Linked DNA regions of Sus scrofa: region 2 is linked to region 1. A link is a contact called in public HiChIP or PLAC-seq data. All regions are on one chromosome and are shown on one strand. The core of a region is the stretch at or near the end of the contact, and the rest is flanking DNA. Distances in the headings are between cores, read along the strand shown.

Evidence for each region. HiChIP or PLAC-seq counts read pairs in DNA pulled down with a chosen protein or histone mark.
Region 2: a contact with region 1 is called in an H3K27ac HiChIP or PLAC-seq map of skeletal muscle, with 9 times the contacts expected there. The contact joins the promoter of CBLB here to the enhancer-like site in region 1. A contact is called at or near these places in 3 of 5 promoter capture datasets (fetal liver, fetal skeletal muscle and liver), 5 of 47 Hi-C or Micro-C datasets (adipocytes, embryonic fibroblasts, epiblast stem cells and 1 more) and 2 of 2 datasets of contacts at active chromatin or transcription factors (alveolar macrophages and skeletal muscle).

The regions. Positions count from the first base shown.
Region 1 is chr13:152,877,220-152,884,910 of Sscrofa11.1, reverse strand. No RefSeq gene overlaps it. Among named protein-coding and RNA genes, the nearest start is that of CBLB, 600 kb to the left of the region's middle. Within about 2 kb of position 2,985, at least 9 of the 83 cell types and tissues checked have an H3K27ac peak or open chromatin away from gene starts, as enhancers often do.
Region 2 is chr13:153,477,092-153,484,782 of Sscrofa11.1, reverse strand. It overlaps CBLB (E3 ubiquitin-protein ligase CBL-B), which reads right to left and starts at 4,258. Exons shown (of 19, transcript XM_021070494.1): 1 at 4,169-4,258; 2 at 2,196-2,377. The coding sequence starts at 2,363.

The DNA.
Region 1 (7,691 bases), core at 1,736-4,235:
TAAACTAGTTACCACCAGGAAAAAAAAAAAAGTTGTCTCAATAAAGAATTTTACCTTTAAACAAAATAGTGAAGAAATCTTGAAAAAGCTTCTAGAATACTTTAAATTATAAATTGTAAATTTTTAAATGATGTTGTACATATATATGTATGTAATAGTGTGTAATTATACACACATAGAGTTAAAATAGTTAATGTTATTTGAAGAGAGGAGAATTTTAAGAAAGAGGTCTATTTATATGTCTCATTCCACTTTTTATTGTAACAAACTAAAGTCAGTCATTTTAGAAACAAAAATGTTTCAAAATTTATAAACTTATTTTCCAGAAAAATAAATCAGAAATTGGCTCTGGTCATAAACGTGTGTGGGGGGGTGTTTGTGTGATTAAACGTAAAAATGTACAAGAATATGCAGAGGCTTATAAAACAGTTATGAGGATTTTCATTTTATAATAGAAATGTATAGCCTCTTTATAAGAGAAATGTAAACACTGTAAGTCAAAACATAACTATCTCACTACTTCCATACTTATATTGATCTTTGCATCCTCAATAACATTGTTTTCAAGGTTTTAATGATATGTATGTGCATGCAGCCTTCAAAATTTAAACCTACCAAAAGAAAACTGTTCCATAAACTAAGCAATTATATATTACAGATTTAATTCTCTGTGCATATTAATAATACTGGATTCTTTATCAACCTATTCTTCAGAGGATAAACCGCCTTGGCAAGAAAGATAAATCCTCCTGCTAATAACATCATGTAAAATAAGTTGCTTCATCCTTCTCTATAAACTATGAGATTCTCTGAGTGCTAAAACTGTTTAAAGGTCATTGTCAGTAAGCAACCATTATCTTCTCAAGCTGACATCCAAGGACTTCTCAAGTCACCAAACAATGCAGTCATCCAGATGGGAAGCAGAAACCAGTTAACAAAATAAGGAAGTCTTTAGTCAATGAGCTTATTGGGATTAGGGGAAAGTATTTTATTAGTGAGTAAGAAGGTGACACCTGAGTTCCAGAGGTAGCACTGAGCTGGTCATTATTATCCTGGACAGATGCTCTTCCTAGTGTGAGTCCACATGACTTGCCCAGTGAACCGCACCGTTACATACACCACAGCATACAGGGTATATTTATTTGAATGATCACATGGCGGTTGCCTTACTCTCATCAGTGATAGAGGAAAACGAATGGGAATCAAACAGCCTTTCAGGGCTACAGTGATCCAGTGCTTCATGGGGTCACATTAAATTAGGAGGCTGTCTTAAGCTGGCCACTCTTAGGAGGTACTTCCTAGGATGTTCATGCTGAGAACATATAATGCCTTCCCTCCCACTCCTCCCTCCATGCCTGTGTAAGAATTGACATATTTGGACAAGATGAGATTCTGAAAGGAAAATAGGCTTCCTTTCCTAAATTCTCTAACTGTAAGCTTCAGGGAAATATGAAATGGGTTTTTTAAAACAACCTGGGATGGGAAGGTAATTACAGACCAAGCAGGCTGTATGTACAGTGGCCTCTGCTTGTTGTTGCTTTGATTATCCTGGTCACATCTAATTGATTTATTGTCACTGCTTTTAATTGGTAGCTTCCCTCAGTGCTTCACATCAAATATTGGTGTCTCTTTAAATTTTTTTTCAGTTGTTTTTAACCACTGCTCTCTATTTTCTCCTTATGCCTCAAAGCATCGGGAGGATGGTTCATACAGATAACTAGGGTTTCTGCTGTATTATTTTAAACTCTCTTTGTGAAGGTGTCTTATACTCTCAGTGCTCCTGTTTATTTAATCCTTTTTTGTCTCACCTCATTATGTCCAAATGAACATATTCTGTTTAATCACTGCTTGCTGCCCAGAATGTCTTTCTGACAGATACAAAACCATTTCATTATGTGATAGCAAAAATAAGAGTCAAAAGGAAAACAGTGTGATTGAACATAGGATTGGAAACAATCATCTTCTATTTTATACTTCATTTCTGGCATTCATTTTAAAAGTCATGAAGTTTGAACTCTGGACAACTGGAAAAGGACCATTAATTGGCATGTAACATAGATTGGCCACTTTTCCCCTTTCTCCTGGTAGATTCTGCAGAGAACATTTTTAATACCCCCCCCTCAAAATATAGACTTTTTGAACAGTTATTTTCCACTCCATTCCTGCCCATGGAAAGTCGAAAAGTTGCTGGCAACACACTGAATTTTTAAAAGCCCTGGAAACAAGAAAAATTGAGTAAATCACCAGTGCTCTCTAGTGTTCAGAATAAGCAACACCTTAGAAACTACAGCCTCAGCTGCAGCGCTTTGCTAATGCAGCTGCCGAAGTCTTTTTTGTTAAGAAGAAATGTGGTCTGTTTCCATTATATTTGGTAACCAAAGAGCTTCAGCTTTTCCCATAAATTCTCTGGAAACAGAAATGCTGTACTTTTCAAGTCGGGCGATATTTATTTCATAGTTATCTCTAAAAGCAAAATGAAATGCAATTATATCATTCTTGAAGGGACTGAAAATAGATTTTTTTTTAATAAAAGAAACAATTTCAGCAAGTTTTTCTTATATTTAAGAAAAGGCAATACCAAGAAATTACTTCAGACCCACTATCTATATCTGGAAGTGTGTGTGTGTTGTGTGTGTGTGTGTGTGTGAGTGTGTGTGTGTGTGTGTGTGTGTTTTAAATTGGTCTCTAAATACATGTGAATATGACCTGTTTACTATTGGGATAATTAATTCAATTTTAAAAAATCTACAGAAGATGAAGCAAGTAATCTGTCTTGTCCTACAAGGCAAATAAATAAGGCATTTTCAAGAAAGTCTGCAGGCAAAACCATCTGTTTGAAATCACTCTGATTATAGAAGTTGGTAATTCTTGGTCTCAAGGGAGACAGCTAAATGGATTCTTTTTGACGGTGATACATCTTCCCAGAGGTCCCAAGAAGACTGGAAGCATGAATGTCCCTCCTTCCTACCATGTGGCCACTGGCCCCTCTCTCTTGTACATACCCTCCAAGGCTGGAGGGGCTGAGCAGGGCAGATGAGAGACTGAACCACACCTGGAGCACTGCGGTGAGAGCAGAGGTCCTTGGGGTGCTGTGTACCATGGACAACAATAAGGATGATTAAATGTCAGGAGGAGGATGATTCATATAAACTCATATGAAAACACTGAAAGTTGTTTAGTTTGGCCAGAGAGAGGATGATAATGGTCAGCAAATATGTGACTTGCAGAGAACTTGTTTTAAATGGCATAAATAAAGGATGAAAAGGAAAATGAACTGGTAAGGGTAAAGTGACTTTCTGTAAATATTCCCCAGCCCAATATTTAGGCAATTATGAAAATGTTTCCAAGGAAAAAGGGAAGTTTAAATTCTAGGAGCTAAATTCCAAGTCAGATAAAAGCATGGATGGTCATATTCGAAGGTGTTTTGGAAATTACAGAGTATGCAACATGACTACATAGAATGGATTGACCTCTCCTAATAGCTAAATTAAACAAGTGATCCTCATTTATAATTTCCCTGGAATATCTCCCTACTATTTTTTTTCCTTTTCTATCAGCTCTTTCTCCACACGTTTTACCTATGCCTAGAATTTCTTGATTTTGTCCACTTAATTCATTATGTATACTCACTGTTTTTTTCCAAAGAAATGTTCCTTCCTGCCCTATGCCAATGGTCCCCTAGGACAATGTTTTCAATATCCTCAGAGAATAATATAGATAGCTTACAGGTTATGACCATATCCTGTTGCAATGGATGGAATGTTTGTGTCCCCCTCAAATTAATAAGTCAAAAAATTAACCCCGGTGTGATGAAATACCATCATGCTGGGTGATGTGGGTGGGGCACCAAACTGTGGGATAATTATGTCATGAGGGTGAAGCCCTCGTGAGTGAGATTAGAGGAGTCCAGACAGCTCCCTAACCACTATGTGAGGATGCAGGAAGATGCCCCTTTGTAAACCAGAAAGAGGGTTTACTAAGGTCCCAATCATGGTGGCACCCTGGCCTTGGACTGCCAGCCTCTGGAACTGTGAAAAATAAATGTTCATTGTTTAAACCACCCAATCTATTGCAATGCGTCCTGACAGTCTGAGCTAAGATGGCTCTGAACTGCTTAGGTTGAATAGTTTTGTAAAGTCAGGAGGATAACTCAACCTCCCTATGCATCAGTGTGTAAAATGGGGAAAATTATAAGACTGGGTGTGAAAATCAAATGAGTTAACATATGACCACTCAAAATAAAGTCTGCATGTAAGAATAACAGTTAAGGAGTTCCCGTTGTGGTGCAGTGGTTAACAAATATGACTAGGAACCATGAGTTTGCGGGTTTGGTCCCTGGCCTTGCTCAGTGGGTTAAGGATCCGGCGTTGCTGTGAGCTGTGGTGTAGGTCACAGACGCGGCTCGGATCCCATGTTGCTGTGGCTGTGGCGTAGGCCAGTGGCTACAGCTCCAATTTTACCCCTAGCCTGGGAACCTCCACATGCCACGGGAGTGGCCCTAAAAAATGCAAAAGGACAAAAAAAAAAAAAAAAGGAATAACAGTTAAAATATATTTAAAAAATTAACTATTTTTACTACAATAATAATACATGTTACATTGTGACTGTGTATGTGTGTAATTAAACAAAATTTTCACCATAATTACCTTATGCTGTGCAACGCATTCTATTTTATTCTATATTTCCTAGAAAAATATGATCATAACCCACTAAATAATTTATATGTCTCATTATTGTTTCTTGACCCACAGTTTGAAAAACGGGTCTTGGGATATAAGTCTTAGGCTATAAAGATTTCCAGGATGTAAGAGGAAAGTACGGTGCTCAGACATCATTCCTGGAATTTCTGACAATTTTCACAACTCTGGGATTTCTTTTTAACCTTGCAAGTTCATTCTTTAGTGCTGCCTCTTCTTGTGAACACAGGCTTTTTTTAAAAAAAACTAAAGACAGTAACAACCACTACTACAACAGCCAACAATAAAACTGTCTCCTTACTAGAGTTTCCATGTCCTGAGATAATCAAATGACAGAAGTTTCTAGTACTTGTAAAAGATTATGTTAAAGGACAAATAAACATGCAGCTCTAAGACTTCAGCAGTGCTAAGCAGAGTTAGATGACTAGGGTATTGAGTGGTTAGGGAGTGGCTTCCTTGCCTTCTTCCTTCCAAAAAAGTATGGTCACCAATGGTACATAAGACCCCCCATGACTCTGTGTGTGTGTGTGTGTGTGTGTGTGTGTGTGTATGGTGGATAAAACTAATAAAACATTTTTGTTTTAATTATATGCTTATACTTGTGTTAGTGACATAGGATTATTTATGTGGACCCTCATCAAACATTTTGAAAAATACTGTTTCAGATGATCTGACCACTCTGTGTGTGGATTCCAAGAGGGCCACTTCAGTTAGTAACTAAACTCGATCTTTGCTTTCTCATTGATTTCTCTTGCCCTTTCAAAATTTATATAAAATAAAGATTAAACAATAATATTGTAAAGCAGTGAAGGTGTGCCTGAAACCAAATGGAGAAGTAAAAAATGTAGTAATAATAATAAAGAACAAAAATTAGTCATGGTGAATGCAGCTAGTGGGTGCCCTGCAGAAACATGTGGGCCAGACGTTAGGTTTCCTGGAGTTCAGAGTTTTGCTCTTAGCGACCTGGTCCTCTAAAAAGCTTGTAGTACAGTCTGAAGCCCTGAAAAATGTTCGGCTGTCACAGACTTAGCCTTAGGTCCACAAAGCTCCAGACAGGAAGGAAGCAAGCTGAGAAAGTGACAGTTCTCATATGAAGAGGAGTTAACTACCAAACACGTTTTCCACAGTTCTCTGTATTTTCATTGACCCTTGCACTGCAGACATAAAAGATAATTTAATTCTATAGATGCTACTCTCTGCTGACTCTCTATACCTCAATGACTATCATTTTCCAAAGCATTTTTCTGCCCCTTCCTGAGAAGTGTTACATATCTCCTTTGTCCCATATTATGGACTCAGCAACAAGTGAATTTAAGGTATGAATCCATATGTCCTTAAAGGTTTGTCTGGTATACTAATTACTATTGTGTTCTTCAAATATTCTCTTGTTGGTAACTCTCACTGCTAAATTCTGATTTAAAACTGCAAAGAAAGGGGCTTTCATCTTCCAATGATATCATCTAACAATGATCCTAACAAGCAGTTTAATGTATACGACTTAATGTATAGAACATGTGCAAAATCTAAATCTAGGTATGGAATCAAGTCAAAATAATGAATTTAAGAGTTCACTCAGGTCAAATGAGTGAATTAATTGATGTTCTAGAATGCTGTGTATGGTGTGTACATTGGTCAAGGTCAATTATGACAATAACAACAATTGCCAATCTCCATGGCTTCACACAAGTTTATTTCTTGTTCACAAAGAATTTTGCATATGAGTGGGCAGGTGTCTCTGATCACCATAGTTGTTTGGGAACTTGAGCTAACATGATCTATCTCAATACACACTTCATGATGACCACAGCCAAGGAAAAAAAGCATGTCAAATTGCTTAATGAATATATATATACCTGGAAGCAACCTATATCACTTCTGCTCAAAGACAGCATCAATGGGCCAAAGCAAGTCACAGTGCCACGTCTCACTTCAGGGGCATGAGAAAGTGCAAAATTAACACTGTTCAGAAGGAAAATGGGAAGTATCTAGTAAACAACCCTGAGGGATACCATTTTCCTCATCTTCCACATTTACTCAATGACCAAAATCTGTTCACTGACTAATTTCAGCTTCTACTTTCCATTCACTTGTTGACTCAGTCTGTAGTCTCACCATTCTTCAGCCAGATTATAGAGAGGCTTTTAAGCTCCACCCAACAACTCACATCTTACATTCCTGAGAAGTGTTACATATCTCCTTTGTCCCATATTGCGGACTCAGCAACATGTGAATTTAAGATGTGAATCCAGCATCCTTTATTTCATGCCTTCAGCTTCTCCTCACATTTTCCCCTATTACCTTCACTTCCTCATCTCTCAATAGCCACTTCAAATCTTTCATCCTCTATGAAGACTCCCAGAATGCCCACACTCACCAGTCCATATGATATTTAGTAACACTGCGGTGCTTTTCTCTATTTGTATTTATAAGACCATATATCTGCTTTATTGCAATTATTAATATGTAACCACTGTATATTTACAAGAATGTAAGCTCCCTGAAGGTAAAAGAGTTCTTTCTGAAGAGCCAAGACAATGTCCTGTCATTCTCATTCCATATGCTTCTAACCACCTATTTTGTCTTTGTGTCCCTAGTAGCTTGAATACTGTCAGGACTCAGTAAAAGCCAAATTAATCTATTAATTTCTATAAGAAATATAAGTGACAGGCATTCCTGATATTTAGGCCCTATCAGAAAGAAAAACTATGTTAAAAATTAAAAATTATTAAATATAGACATAGAGATGAAGAAATGCGAAAGGTGTTTTGGAACATTACGGTTAAGCCATAGTTGTTGTTCAATATTCTCTTGCTGAGCTCACTAGAAATACATATTTTTCTGTGGTTTTTTTGGATGGTGTAGGATAGAGCCTGAGAGTTCTGTTCATTTCTAAGACTCTCCTGGAATGTGATCTTCTTGATATATGTCATTTCAACACTCCTATCACTCAATTCTCCACTTTTATAACTTGATACATTTCCCAACTTTGCAGCT
Region 2 (7,691 bases), core at 3,009-5,508, 600 kb before region 1:
TATCAGAGCTTTTTTTTATTACTGTGAGATGGAGTAGCAATAAGCATACTGGACTCTTCTACAATGATTTATATGGCTTCTTTCCACAAAGCCCACGAATGCATTCATAAATGAACACAACAATTTTCATCCTTGACAAATAATGAAGACAAATAGGGGAAGCCACACAATGCACCTTTGCCAACACCCGCACCCACATTCCACTAAGTAGAGACTTGAGAGCATAGATTTCCTTCTGAGTCAAGTTTCTCAGTTGGAGAGGCTAAACCCAAACCCGCAAAAGGGTTAATAAAATAAATCATGGCAGAGGCTTAACCATCAAATAACCATCTATTTAACCATAACCCATGGTGAAATAATTAAAAGTGGATAAAACTTAGATTAATAATCAGTTACAGACCAAAATCACACACTTTTTAAAAATTAAACATTTTTTAATGTTTCAAAAAGAATGCCTCTGTATTAACAGTAGTTTACCATTTCTTTATATCCATCTTTTTCATTTGATGTTCTAACATTCAGTCATAATTGTGCAAATTCTGACTACTCAGAGAAGGAGGTGGGGAGGGAGAAGCAGCTCCCTAGTAGAATCTGACCCATTTTTTTGCCCACTCATACAACAGGTAAGTTAAAGAAAAAATCTTGAATTCCTACTCTTACACCTAACTAATGATTTAGGCATGAGAGTGACCTTAAATTGAATCCTCCTTAGAAAAGCAAAGACAGCTAGTATTGTGCCTGCCAGATACATACAATGTTTCCAACTGCATGCTCCTCATTCTTAAGTATCCAATGCTAAAATCAAAACCTGACCTCAAGCAGCAAGTTGCGATGTTCTGACACTATGACATCATTCTGTCTGGAGCACTTTAATATCACAATTTGAATAAATTGGCAGAAGCTTAAATAGGTCACACTGAAGCCCCAAATTAAGGATATTTATCTAACAAAAATATTCTGGCTCTGCATTCAGCACCACCAGCCATAGAATGCCAGGCCTATCGTTCATCTACCCATCTGTACTTTCCATAAGGATAAATGAAAATAAAGTAAACTTTATCCCTTTCCTGTATGGCTAATACCACAGAAAGTGGCTTTGATGGCAAATATTTGCACATGGTTACTAACCAAAGTAAAAGAGCCTGCTACTATATGATTTCATGGAGGCTTTAACACAACCCAATAAAGAAATATTTTTTTAAAATCTCCATTTCTGCAGTTACAAAGATATCAAGAGCCCTGCATCAACTAAATTTATAATTAGCCCCAAATATCAATGAAATAAAACCATAAGGTGCTGTAAACATTTACCAATATATAGGGGGCAGTACTACTGACTCAAAAGTAAACTACTAAATTTTCACAGCAGCAAGCTACACCTTAATCATATTTACTTCCTAATCCTACTTAGTATGATAGGACAACTGATAGTTCCAGTTTCCTCTGTAGACCCCTGTAAAGTATGCAGGCTGCCTAGGCTTCTCTGGGTTCTGCCTAGACTTTTCTTCTTGTAAAGCTGTAGTTCATCTGAAAGCAACATGTAGAAACCACAGAGGTTTCTGATAACTCTCAGTCCCACCACCTCCATCATAAATTTTCCTTTCACAATAAACAATGCGCAATCAGAAAGGTTTCCTGTTTCAAAATGGAATAGATGAAAGACACTGTAACTCTACCACTAACAACAACAAAAAAGTTTCTTAATGAAGATGAATTCTCAGAGAGGAAAATGGAAACTCTCACTTAAGGACTAATCTGGTTCTTTCCCCAGCAAACATTCTCAGCATCACACGCTGTGGTTGTCATGAGTGGTCCAGCTGAGACATTTCTGAAATTACTCGTTTGCAGTCTTTTTTGGAGTCCTTTGTTATCTAAGAGCAACACAACCTTACGTAAGATGGAACAAACACTTACAAACTATTCTATGCCATGCATTAACAAAGAGCAGCCAACAGTAAAAAACTTTGCATATCTGAGTTATATAGAGGACCTTTGAACCCTGAAGAGTGGGACAAAAGGTAAGAAAACAAATCTTTGCCCTGAATCCAACTTTTCAAAACACTCAGAGCACATATAAGTGGTCACTCCAAATCAAAAGACATAACAGTAATTATTATAAATTAACAGTATAAGTAAAACTGGAGAAACCATATCCAGGGTGAACTGAGCTCTGTACAGGCACAGTCAGAACTTACCACTTTGTCCATGAGTTTCCAAGTTTTCTCCACTGTCCTGCGATCTGCTGCTGCTTGCTTAGGGGGTCCAACAGCATCCTGAATAGCATCAATAATACCCAAAATTCGTCCTTTTCGGGGGTTTCCTCCTCGACCACCAGGGTTTCTGCCATTCATAGAATTTGCCATCTGGAATCTTAGTTCTTGGAAAGGGAAATTAAAAAAAAAAAAAAAAGTTAGTTGGTTATGAAAATACTTTAAAAAAAACAAAAAAAACAAAAAAAAACAGCTTCATGTGTACCCATTAAATCTTCCACCATCAATGAGAACAAAATCCAGGGTCCCAGATTCAACTTTTCAGTAGTATTTGAATCTGTACTCTCAATCTTTACATACCACAAAGAGATTTAGGAGCAATGACCTTAGATTTGTTTTTGGAACACTAAGGGTTAAAGATGCACCCTTCTCACACTGCAAGTAGTGAAGGCTTGATTAATACCCAACTCATAACAAAAAACTTATAGAGATTTCTGCCAACTAGGTAAGAGCACGATGTTTTCATCCTCCCTGCCTTAATCCCAATTAAAAAGACTAGAACTCAAGCCCTTAGAAAAGATTTGGGGAGCCTCACTCCAAAACCGCACTTTCACTCTGTTAGATCTCACCAAATTATATAAACATAAAGATTATTCTACAGGAGCCTAAGGGGCACGTCTGTTGTCAACAAAGGCTTAGGACTTGGATTTTCCCCGCTAAAACCACCAGTACAGACGCATGAACATGGACACACGAACACACAGTTCTTTAAACCAACGCGGTTGAGGAGCTGCCCCAAAGTTAAGAGCCAAATAATCCAACAAACAACCCATTTTAAAAGCGAGAGAAACTGACAAGAGCGGGCACAGAAAGGAGAGAGTTCACTTCTTTCGCTCCTTGCCTCTCGTCTCATCCAAGTAGGGTGGGGGTAGGGGGTCCAAAGCTTTGTTTCGGGACATCTGTGCCTCCTTGCTGCTCAGGCCCCTCCCCTGCCACTCTCGGACCACAGCTGGGGGAGGAAGGTGGACAGAGAAAGGACAAAGTATCCCCTCGCCTCTCCAGCGCCCGCAGCCCAGTGGCGTCTCCGACGCTCCGCGTTTGGCTCCCAGGTAGACGCGCCCCGGGGGCTGTCTGCAATTCCAGCCGCCCGCCTCCCTTAACTCGCTCTTCCTCCTCCCCTGCCCCTGCTCGGGTCCAGGCTTTAAATACCCCTCTTCAAACTGTGACGGCGGCGGCGACAGCAGCTGGAAGCCGGGGCTGTCCCTTCTTCCTCCGTGGCCCGCGCCTGGCTGCCCCCGGGTCCCCGGGCGGAAAGCAGCGTCGAGCCTCCCTAGCGCCCCTTTCCCTCCTGGCGTCTCGGCGCTGTAGCTGCCCAGAGACACGCGTGTGCGCGGGTCCGATTCTACACGCCCTGAGAACAGGGCGCCTGGGTAGCCCAGGCAAGGAGTGTGTAATCGCCGTAAAAGCCCACTCCGGAGGAAGGAGCGACTCAGAGCAAAAGCCACCGAGACGGAGAAACGCAACAATTACCGTCAAGACCAATCCACGCCCGCTCTCCCCTCCCGCCCGACTCGGGGAGGCCGCGGGACGCCGCAGCAGCCCTGGCTGGAGGAGGAGACCACTCGCTGGACACCCCACCCCTGTAGGATACACACAGCAAGAGCCAGGGGTGGGGCGGGGCCAGGGTGGGGCCTCGCGGGGTTGGGCCAATCACGCGCATTCGTGCCCTGCCGGACAGCGGGCGGCGCCAATGGGCGGGAGGCACCCGTCCTCCTCGCACTACCACCCGGTCCACGTCTTCCACAGTACACAATGGCCCCAGAGGAATGGCCCCGTTCGCCGCACTTCCCAAACAGAAAGGGATTCAGTGGGAAATGGGGGGATCGGACTCACCCGAGAGCGAAAGTAGAAAAGGGAAAGGAAATGGAAGAAAGGAATCAAGGCACTAGGGAACTGACCAATAACGAGTGGGCGGGTGGGCGTGAGCCTTGGGAACCCGAGCCAAAGCCGACTCCAGCTAAAAGGCGGGACTTCCTGCTTCGCTCACCTTCCTAGTCTTTTGTTTCATAGCAACAGAGTAGTGGCTGAGAGGGTGTTGCTTCTTTACTCTGGGCGTGTCCAAGGCTGAAGAATTCATCTCCCTAGGGCTGCCAAACTCTTCTACCCAGGACAGCAACCAAATAGGCCTAAGGCATTGCTTCTTGTTGGCTATCAAAAAAGAGAAACAGTCAGCTTTCTAAGATGAGGTATAAACCTTTCATAAAATAGACTAGGGTTAACACCTGATTACCGACCAAAACTTCTGGCTGTTTCCCTTTTACTGTTAGTTCTGGAGGAATTGCTGATCAAATATCAGGATGATGAAAAAGTAAATAGTTGACAACGTTGGCTAAATTGTCTCAACTAATCATGCCAGGGCAGTAAAAGCACCAGACCATAAGAATTTCTAACATATATATTGCACATTTTTATTTAGTACGAGTTGCTGTATAAATGACTGAAGAGGAAATAGCTTTTGTATTTTGTCTGAGTCACCTTTACTCTGTGTTTGCCATTCTCTCCCAGCATTTGAAATCTCTCTGTGGCTCCATACCAATGTCTTTAGAAGTCCCACATCTGGCTTGTCCTAGGAGGAAAAATCTACTGTGTTGGGACCGTTTTTCAACAAGATCATAAATTAAACGAATGCCTTATATTTCTATTTCACTTCAGTTCTACCACAAGTACTACTAACAATTGCTTTGAATTGTCATGCTTTGGAATTTTCTTTACACTACAGTTGGTAGTGTTGAATACACTTTACACCTTTGGCTTCTCAGATGTGATAATTTATGTCTTTTAATATATACATATTTTTATTCTTCCTCTAACCAGTTAACCTGATAAAATGTTTCTCAAGGGTTCTAACCACTGTCTAGCTAAATAACCATTTTAGTAATGGGATAGTTACTGTCAAGGATCCTGAGTTGTTAAAAACATTCTTTACAGCCCTAAATTCAGATGGTTATGATTTTCACTTGATGAAAACAGACAAAATGTGCTCTTTGCAACTAGTCAGATGATAAAATGTGGTTCTGGAAGTAATTTTCTTTTTTGCCATTATTTCTATGCCAGTAATTAAAGAGTAGTTCCTTGTTTTCACGTTGTGTTTATCTACAAAATACTGGTCTTTCCATATCTTGTCCAACCATGCATATCTTCTTTACTTATGTAACAGTAGCTAAATTTACTAAAGGGAGACTGGCAAAAGGAAATATTTATTTGGTCACCTTTTGTTTGTTGTTGTTCTTGTTATTCTTTTGTTTGTGTAGGGCCGCACCCTTGGCATATGGAGGTTGCCAGGCTAGGGGTTAAATTGGAGCAGTAGCCACTGGCCTACTGCACAGCCACAGCAACGCTGGTTCAGAGCCATGTCTGCAACCTACACCAATGCAATGCCGGATGCTTAACCCACTGAGCAAAGCCTGCAAATCTGTGTCCTCATAAATACTAGTCAGATTCATTTCTGCTGAGCCATGACGGGAACTCCTGGTCACCTTTTAAATAAATCCAAAAAGAATAAATGTGTAGGAGGTTTTTCAGCACGTAGGAAAAGAGTGCTTTAAAGGAACATTATAACTAAGTGCATTACTCATATTCATATCCAGATAAAAGTAGAATAAGCAAAATACATGTTATAGCATGTGACATTCCTTTGATGTTAGTTTTGCAACTGAGATGACTTGATGAGAAAATGACACTGGCTGTGATATCAAGCATATATTGATACAAATTATAAGTTTTATGATATAAGATATATATGTATATACACACATTATATATATATAAATATATATATATATATATAATGTCAAGAAACCATATCTTCATTCTCTACTAGCTTTGTATCAAAGCCATCTTGAGTCCAAGTTGAGTTCTGGTGTAGTAGGTTTGTATCCACATGCTCCCTGGGAGATAACCATCGGAACCCAAAATAGGAATCAGAATTTGCCTGAACACCAGATCAGAGCAGTGTCTGCCACCTACACCACAGCTCATGGCAACACTGGATCATTAACCCACTGAGAGAGGCCAGGGATCAAACCTGTATCCTCACGGATGCTAGTTGGGTTTGTTACCACTGAACAACTATGGGAACTCCAGGGAAAAAAAATTTTTTAAAAAGAAGACAAATATTTGGGAAAATATTTAGATTTCTTTTCCATTCAGTTCAATTTTTCCTCTTTTCTTTTTTCTACTTTCACCAAATTCCCAGGTGACACAAGTGATAGGTTGATTAAATAACAAAGACTTTCCATAACTTATTTGATTTATAATAGCTATTCAAAAATATTTGGTGAATGAATGGATTGACTAGGTATTGAAGAGGAAGTATAAGGTTGTCCCTGTTTCAGTGCAATGGAGAGTCCGCTTTATTCACAATTTCAAACAAGATGCTATTTTTCCTACAAGATAAATTTACAGTGCCCCTCTAACTCAAAATCAGAATGACACAACGCAAAACAGTTATCTCCCAGGGAGCATGTGGATACAAATTTACGCATTAGAAATAAATAAGAGGGTTATTACCTAGTCATATTTGGGTTTAACAAGTCATCCCTTGTTAAAGTAATAGATTTCCATCTTTATTTAACAACACATACCAATTGCTGGCAGTGAGGGATGCTGATCTATGGGTTTATCAGATGTAACCAGAGTCTGAGTACTGGTTTGGCCCTCTTGGAATCCTTGCTTAACAAAAAAACAACAACAACAAATAACAATGACTTAAGATAGAATCTTAATTCCCTCAGGTGTAGAAAAAGTCTGAAAGTAGAAATTACAGAGAAGAATGGTGGCTCCTCAATTTTTTTCAAGGACCCAATCTTCTCTTTTTTCCTCTGTTTCGTCCTAACACCTTGTTTCTCACCCTCAGGTCACCTCATGTTCCAAGATGGCTATTGGTGCTCCAGTTATCACCACTTATTTTCAGGTTAAAACTAAGAAAGAGGAAAGGTAGAAGAGTATGATAAACTTCTGCCTGAATCAATTTCCTTTAAGCAATTTTCAGAGAAGTCCCACAAATATTTCTCTTTAATAACTCAAGGCCAGAACTCAGTCCCATGGCCAAACTTAACTGATAAAATATCTGGAAGGCAATGTGCTTTTTGTTATAGGAAGCAATATAACCAGCTAAAAATCTGAGTTTTGTTTCTAAAGAAAAAGGGATGCATATATATTTGGGAAGAAAGGCCTTGTTCAAGAATTAAACTTATGATTAATAAAACAGTTCTTGAAACAAAAACTAGAGATGGCACATGCTATGAGCTAATAAAAATGTGAAATAATAGATACCAGATAATACATATGTTTTATATATATATGAACATGTATATATGAGATATGTTTATATATGAGGTACGTGTGAAATATATTTATACATAGGAGATAGATATGTTCTGGATATATATTATACATGTGTATATATATTATATATTTTAT